2 separate regions of the Cricetulus griseus genome follow, and region 2 is linked to region 1. Evidence: chromatin contacts called from public Hi-C data. All regions are on one chromosome and are shown on one strand. Each heading gives the region's core, a stretch centred on a gene start, on an enhancer-like site or on the middle of the called end of the contact. The rest is flanking DNA. Distances are from core to core; before and after follow the strand shown. Region 1 holds the start of C4H21orf91 (protein EURL homolog). Region 2 overlaps C4H21orf91 (protein EURL homolog).

Evidence for each region. A called contact is a pair of places that touch in the nucleus more often than the background predicts.
Region 2: a contact with region 1 is called in a Hi-C map of liver, with 1.9 times the contacts expected there. The contact joins the enhancer-like site here to the promoter of C4H21orf91 in region 1. A contact is called at or near these places in 4 of 8 Hi-C or Micro-C datasets (the CHO-K1 cell line, fibroblasts and liver).

What each region holds. Positions count from the first base shown.
Region 1 is chr4:16,860,675-16,864,697 of CriGri-PICRH-1.0, reverse strand. It overlaps C4H21orf91 (protein EURL homolog), which reads right to left and starts at 1,586. Exons shown (of 5, transcript XM_035444371.1): 1 at 1,449-1,586. The coding sequence starts at 1,486.
Region 2 is chr4:16,904,366-16,908,302 of CriGri-PICRH-1.0, reverse strand. The region is part of intron 2 of C4H21orf91 (protein EURL homolog); the gene reads right to left. LOC107978585 (a long non-coding RNA gene) reads left to right here. Exons shown (of 4, transcript XR_004769853.1): 3 at 251-396; 4 at 478-3,937. Among named protein-coding and RNA genes, the nearest start is that of C4H21orf91, 43 kb to the right of the region's middle. Within about 2 kb of position 2,497, at least 2 of the 6 cell types and tissues checked have open chromatin away from gene starts, as enhancers often do.

The sequences.
Region 1 (4,023 bases), core at 337-2,836:
TCATTCTGAACTCAATCCAATTATGTATTTTTGTTTTGCCTTACTCTCTGCTGTTACAGTTCTTCTAATAGCCATATGAATCATGATAATCAACTCATTTTTGCACTTGTTAAGTTTTCTAAAAGCTTAGAATTCTTTCTTTTAAAATTGTCAGACTTTTCCAAGTGTTTTACATGCTAATACAAATTGTGGCTTTCTAAGATATGGAAATAGTGTTCATTATTTTTGAGCTTATTTGATCATGAAAGCCTCTACTCCTGTATCAAATACCTGTTAGGAAATGTTGCTTAGAGTTGTTCTTTGATAACCTCTTTTAATGTCTCTATCAAAGGGGGCACTGGAAGGCTAGTATAGAATTAGTAATGGCCAGCGGACTTTGGATTCTGAAAGGTATGAGTTTCTGGTAGGACATCTTTGGTACCCTGCCAAGTAGATGAAATACAGTTGGGCAGATGATCTTTCTAGAATCCCTCAGGCCACACCATTAATTTACATGATTGACTTGACTATGAACCAAAAGTATTCCTTTTAGGTTTTTGTTTTTTAGATTAATTTTGAGTTGTACCTGAATAAAGCAACCGGAGACAATGCTGTTGAGATAGTAGAAAACTTACCCAATTTAAGCTGCCAGCTAAAGAGAATGCTACAAAATAGTCTTTGGGCAAGAATTACAATGATAAGCTTTAGAATGCAGCAAGGAGTTATGCTGCTCTAGCAAAGTGGATTCCTCCCTTAGGTCCATAATCTTTCTAGGCCCAAGGCTTTTCCGTACCAGGAATGCTTTCGCTCCCCTTGAGAGTGCCTTAACAGTAGTAAATCAAAGAAAAAGAGGCTAGCAGCCTGGGCGTGGGTGGGAGGGGGTGAAGGAGCAATGACTGGGGGGGGGATGAGAAAGGAGGGGGGAAGTGATATAATTCTGCTTGAATTAAAATCATGAAACAATTGTAAACAATGTGTAAAACAACAGTTCTCAAAAATACACGTTATTCTCAATGGGGACATGTTTAGTGGAGAAGACAGTGAATTAAAATAGTCCATTAGCAATATCAAATGCTTCCTTATACATTTGAGAAATAAAATTTGTTGAAGATCTTGAGATTGGATAGAGTAAAAACACGTTTCTTTTTCTTTTTCATCTTAGAAACAAATATTTGCAGCCGTCTGGTCTCTATTTTCTAGACCAAGGACAAAAACAATAATTTCACAAATTTATCTTTGAAAGTCACTGTCGCCTCTTACTATTCATGGTTGAACAGTACTATATTTTCCCTCATTATATCGAGTATACAATAAATTATCTGTACACTGGAATGATAACATATTAGAATATTTTCTGTTTTGCAGACATATTATTTGATACCAGAGAATAGAGTTCTGTTTGAAGAATCTCTTACTATACTATTCTAAAATAAGAGCAAACTGGATACTCTTTGGTGTCTGTATCTTACTTGTGGTGAATCACTGTCGCTTTCCTTTTGATGATCATTCATTCAGCTTCTGAAACCTCATATGGTTTCCTTTTCTAAGAACATTTTCTTCACCTCTTTTTAGCCTTCTCCAGCAGTTTTCTCAGAATTGAAACATTCCTTCCAGGAAGGAAGGGGAGGCCCCTGAGATTCGGGAAGCACACAAACTTCACATGTTTCCAACAACCGACATTTACAAGAGATAAGAGAGGGCCTAAGATTACTGTAGCAAACCACAGCTGCAGGGACAGACTCTGGCCAACTGGCTTGTAGAAAAGACATTCCGGGCTGCTGAGTTGCCTGCAGATAGTTCAGAGAGCTCCAGGGTTGCAGCTTCCATGAGTCATCACCCACATTGGGCAGGGCCTTTGGTGACTCAACCTGCCTTTGAGTCATCCTTGTTCCTGTAGGTAACCCTTCACCCATGCTCCAGTTAGCAATCCCGATAACTCATTGATTCAGCAGATTGCTCGTTGGGACAAATGTTACATTGCTTGTTGTTGTTTCGGTTTTGGACATGAGTAGAAAACATCTCACACAACTCCGTCACTTGTCTCTTTTGTGCCTATGCCTTTGTACCTCTGCCTGTTTCTATTTTCTATTTACTATTTATTATACTGTGCCTTGATGGACTTTTTACTTTATGTAGAGTGTGAAATCAAGAAAGTTTTGAACTGTATTTTGTTTCTGTATTTTGAGGTTAAGTTTACACAGCAACACTGAGCTGCTGATTTTGTTTGCTGTGACTGATTCCGCAGCTCTGTGCACTCCAGTTCTGTTGCTGCAGAGAGAATGAGCACAGCAGGGAACACACAATGATACTAGTCCAGGGAACCCAGCCTCTTCTGCCTGCATGACTCTTTCTTCCCATATCATATAGTCTTTGTCTTTATGATAAGAACAGACAATAGAGACTGGTCAGGTGGGGCGAGGAGCCTATATTAGCCAGGGTTCTCTATAGGAACAGAACTGATAGGATGAATCTTTCTATATGGAAAGGAGCTGTACTAGAGTGGCTTATAGGCAGTGGTCCAGCTAGTCCCACAGTGGCTGTCTACCAATGGCAAGTCCAACAATTTCGTGTTTGTACATGAGGCTGGGCATCTCAGTTAATCTTCAGAATATGCCAGAACCCTGAAGAGGTAGGCTAATGTCAGTGAAGGGATGAACTCATCAGCATGAGAAAGGCAAGCAGGCAAAGAGCAAAAGCTTCCTTCTTCCATGTTCTTTATACTGGCTGCCAGCAGAAGGGGTGGCCCAGTTTATAGTTGGATCAATCCCCTAAAAGACTGGGACTAAAGTAGGTCTTCCCACTTCAAATGATTTAATTAAGAAAATTCCCTCATAGGTGTACCCGGTGGCTTTAGTTAATTCCAGATGTAGTCCAGCTGACAACCAAGAATAGTCATCACAGGTCCCAGAGCAAGAGTCCTGGAAATGTCTTGCTGGAGACTAGGAAAGACAGGTTCTGGTCCCTGTTTCCATTGTCATCTCCAAAGGAGCTCTTCTGTCTAGAGGATATAGTCACTAGGTGACTGAAATAGAGAGGGTGGACCTAGACAATTCATGGTTGGGCAATTACCAAGTCTTTCCTTTCCCCATACCTCACCCCACATTCTTCCAGAAGTCCTTTAAAAACCCAGAACCACAGCTTAATGCTTCCTTCTACCTGATTTCATAGGATGCCACCCTGCTCTGCAGGACTAATTCCCCTTTCTCTCTCTCTGTCTCCTCTCTTTTTCTCTGTCTCTCTCCCTCTCTACCCTTCCTCTACCTCTTAAAGCTCCTACATATGAATCCATAATAAATTTTCTGTAAAACCCACGTGTGCTCTGTGCTAGCTAGTTTTATATTAACTCAACACAAGCTAAAGTCACCTGAGAGGCCCGAACCTCAATTAAGAAAATGGAACCATAAGACCAGAATATACACAAGCCTGTAGGACATTTTCTTAATTTGTGATTGATGGGAACGGGCCCAGAACATTGTAGGTTGTGCCACCCATGGGTTGGTGATCCTGGGTTCTGTAAGAAAGCAGGCTGAACAAGCCACAAGGAACAGGCCTTTAAGCAACGCCCCTCCAAGGTTCAGTTCCTGCCTTAAGCTTCCTGCCATGCTTGAGTTCCTGTCTTAACTTCCTTTGATGATAAACTATGGTGTGGAAAAGTAAACTGAATAAACCCTGTCCTCCCTAATTTACTTTGGTCATGGTGTTTCATCACAGTAAGAGTAACCCTGACTAAGGCATCACTTTTTGTGGTTCATAGATGTCATTCTTTAAATTCTTGAGTCAAGAACCCAAAAGCCATTGGCTCCAGGCTGATTTGATGGCCACTGAGTTTTCCAGGATCCTAGCCTCCCAAGCCAAGATCACCAAGCACATAGAAAGACTTAATTCTGAAAGACACCTCAGCATCTCATACCATTTAGGATAGCATTCACTTGTTCCTAGCCAATCTTTCCATTCCTCAAATAAAGCTGTCCTTTTCCTTCCCCTTTCTGGAAATGACACTTTTGTCTTAAAGCAAAACTGAGTTGCAACAGTGTTTAGCACAAT
Region 2 (3,937 bases), core at 1,248-3,747, 43 kb before region 1:
AACAAACAGACAAACAAACGAAAAAGAAAAAAAAATAAAGTGGCAAAATTAAATAAAATCACACCATGTTTTCTTAAATAATCCTACACATTCAAGTGGTCCACTTTAAATAAGTTTAATTCATTGTTCTAACATTTATTCTATGTTTTGTATCAATGTTATCATAAAAACTACATTATGATGCAATATAGCATAACTATGAAACAACAGACTTAGCACTTTTAAATATCCACTTCCATGTGGCATACAGGGACACCAACTTTCAAGAAGAGTGACAGTGTCTCAATGGGAAAACTAAAAAGATGAATGTTATTCGAAGACAGCCTGAAAATAGCAGCAACCACATCAATGGAGACAAGCCAGCCAGATGTAGTGGATCCAGAAGCAAGAGTCTCAGTAACTGTCTCAACTGTTTTTGTCTTCTCAATCACCATCTTCCCAGTTAAGGTTCAGACTGAGAAACTGGTTTTCTTACAGGTAAGAAAAGATGAAGAGACCCCAGACTACTTATAGAACAGCTTATGTTTGAATCACTGACTCTCAAGCTCCAGGTAAGTATTTTTTAAGGATTTTTCTAAGATTCTTTAACTCTGCTGTCAAAAGCTAAAATTTTACCTTGTAGTTCAGACCAATGTGAACCACTCAAATGTGGCATTTTAACAGCAGACAATTTAGCTTCTCCTTATTTTGACCACAGTGCTATAAATATTTCTGTTTATAACAAGTGTGCAATGGAGATGAAGAAACCTATTAATAATGCTGCAGCAGCAAACACCGACTTAACGTTTTATCTTAGGTGGGATAAACATCTTTATGTAGTGTGGTTATCTGTCATAACTACATTCTCATAATTCTAGGGTAAAAATAACTTTGGGCTAACCAAACAGAAAGCTAAGGGAAACCAACTTGTTGCATAACGAAACAAACAAACAAACAAACAAAAAAACCCGATTTTTAAATGACAGAGTACCTGGTATTAATTTAGTAGTGTGGGAAGATAATGATAATCCCACCTTCACTGAACTGCTCTGCTAGTCCTTCTGTGACGGCTGAACACCTGCCAGTAAATCAAACAGACTCCCACCTAGTCATTATGGAATCACCCAGGGAAAGGGGAGGGTGCAGGGGACAAACACACAAGCAAGTCCCTACAGCAGTGAAGTGGACACATGGCCACCAAGAGGAGGGCGCAATACAAAGAACAATATTGATGTCGCATCTTTCGTCCCCATTGGTGGGAAGCAGAGGCAGACTGGTCTGCCTAGTGAGTTTCAGCCTGCCAGAGCTACATAGCAAAATCCTGTCCCGAAACAAGAGAAGACAATGAACTTAAGGGAGGTGGTGGTGGGAGGCAGGGCGAGCAGGCTGCTCATTTGAAGGAATGTTTCTGTTTGCGTGACGCAGGCTCTGAGTCTGAGCTGGTTTCAAGTGCACTAAATCTTCCCGCCTCAACTATTGTGTTCCATGAGCCTCAGCCCAGCTGAGGAATTTAACTTCTTAAAGGATTTTAACAGGCACAGTCGTTTTGTGGAAATGCCCTCTTGCATAATTCAGCAAGGTGTGTAAGCCCTTACCACCTCCATACTTCATCTCCAACGGCAATACTTTTGGTTTGCGAGACAGGGAGGATTTCAGTTATTTCATCCAGTCATTCCAAAATGACATATGGTGTAGAAAAATCTACCTTTAGACATGCAGGCTCAGGTGTTCACGGGATATAGTGAAGATGTCTAAAATTAGCTGCAAATGTAGGCAATTTGAGGGGAGGGAGAGAGACAGCAGGTGATCAGCTAGACAGTTTCATGTACACCGCACAAAGACCAGGGGTGAGGCTAGGAGGGCTCGGGCAAAACATACCAGTATTGTTTCAGCGAACAAAACACATACAACACACTACAAAGCAGCCTGAAGGACCGACCCATCAGAGAGAATGGGAAAACTCACAACACAGTGACACTATCCTAGTGAGTGAGTGTAACCATCACAGGGAGGGTACCACTGTCCCAGAGAGAATGTCTCTATCACAGGGAAGGCGCTGCTATTACAAACCGAATGTCACCACCATAGAGAAGGTGTCACTACCAGAGGGGTTGGATGTACAGTTAAACCAATGTAAAAGTAAGAACGTCAAAGAAACACTCTTTACCCAGGGACTGTAGGTCTAACATCTCTGGCACCAGAGACCTGGCACCAAAGGCCCTTGGCTGTCTTTTATATTTATGTGACACTGGAGGGTAACTTTACTTACTTCAGGGCCTTCATTATATCACATACAAAGACGATGAAGTTACTTCTATTTGGCTAACATGGGAGAAATTTACATGTTTGTGCTACAACTGCTAGACTATAGTTAAAAATCAGTTCATAAGGAAAGGGTTTCCAGTTTCCCCGCTCAGGTCTACGGCGTTTTTGCTACAGATTCTCACTAAATGAGAGGAAACATTAGTCATTTCCTGTTGCATATGTAGATGAGCATGAACTTCTAGACAAACTGAACAGTGCAGATGAGGAACTTGCTCGGTCTCGCAGTAGTGGGGATTTCCACCTGGCTCTGGAGTATATATCACTCTGTGGAGCTTGGGACCTCAATGGTACAGAGTACCATGCTCCTTGTCACCCAGCTCAGCACCAACCACTGTGCAGTGCCATTCTAACCATCGGGACAAAGAAACAGACCTATGCTCCATGGCTGGCATTGCTGGATGAATGACAATGATGACAGTTGGGCTTGTTAACTTATACTCTGGCATAATACATCAAGACTAAGAAGGAAAACCATGAAGCCTGTCTTGGAGGTGACAACTGGCAATCGAGACAGCAGTGTTGGCCTTGGTATCTCGAGAAGGAAAGCCAAATAGAAAGTGGCAAGGTCACAATAGAAGACCTGGCCTAGGTGCTCAATTCCAGAGAGTGTCGGAGTGAAGGCTCTCACTCTCAGCTGCCTGCCCGCAGTCTCTACAAGAATACCCAGGGCAAGGGGAGTAGGCCACTGGTCTCCTCTGAACAGAGGCAGAGAAAAGCCAGGGAAGAGTCCCTGCTTAACATACACTAAATCACTTGGGCTTAATTTCATTCATTCTAATCTAATAATAAATATCTGGGGCACTCTTCCTGGGGAGTTGGATTAATTATGACATTCTATGGACTGAGATAGGTCAAAAAAATTGAAAATCCTTACAGCTTTCTGACAAGCCCACTTTAGGTATGGCTGCATGTTGGTCTTCAGAGTACAACCCATTATCCACTGAACTCTCATCCAGTTCAGCCCCAAGGCTAGAGGATTCATCTGAACACTAATTGGTCTCAACTGTAATGGAAACAGTTTGCCTTCACTATAGTGAAATCTTTAGTACTGGGGAAAAAAAAAGTATTTGTGTGACCCATTTTATTAGTTGCCTACTCAATATACACTATACCTTTCTTTGTAAAACATCAATTTTATCTGGAGCCAGCAACTCTTAAACATTCTGAATGTAAGGGCAGGAAATTGGCTGGTGGAACTCAGGGAAAGCTCCTTTTCCACACAGGAGGCAATGGTGACACAATGGTCTTCTAACCTCAGTGCCCCTGGCTTGTGACACAAGCCTGAAGATGGAAACTATGTGTTAAGGAAAGTGAAACAGACATACACCAAGGCTTGGGGCTTCTGTTACCAACTCCAGAGTTCCTAACTCAATTTCTTTTTGGGTATGTATATGTACAGAGTACACATCTGTGCAGCCGCAAGCTAGCGTCCAGGCCAATCACTCTACCCGATTTTAAGAGACAGGGTCTTTCACTGAATGTGGAACTCATCGACTAGCTGGACTGGCTGATCAGTGAAACCCGGGATTCTCATGGCTCTGCTTCTGCTGCACCAGGACTAAGGTGCATGCCACCAAGTCTAGTTCTCACCTGAACAATAGCTAGGTGTCAACATACAAGAATGTGTGTGTAT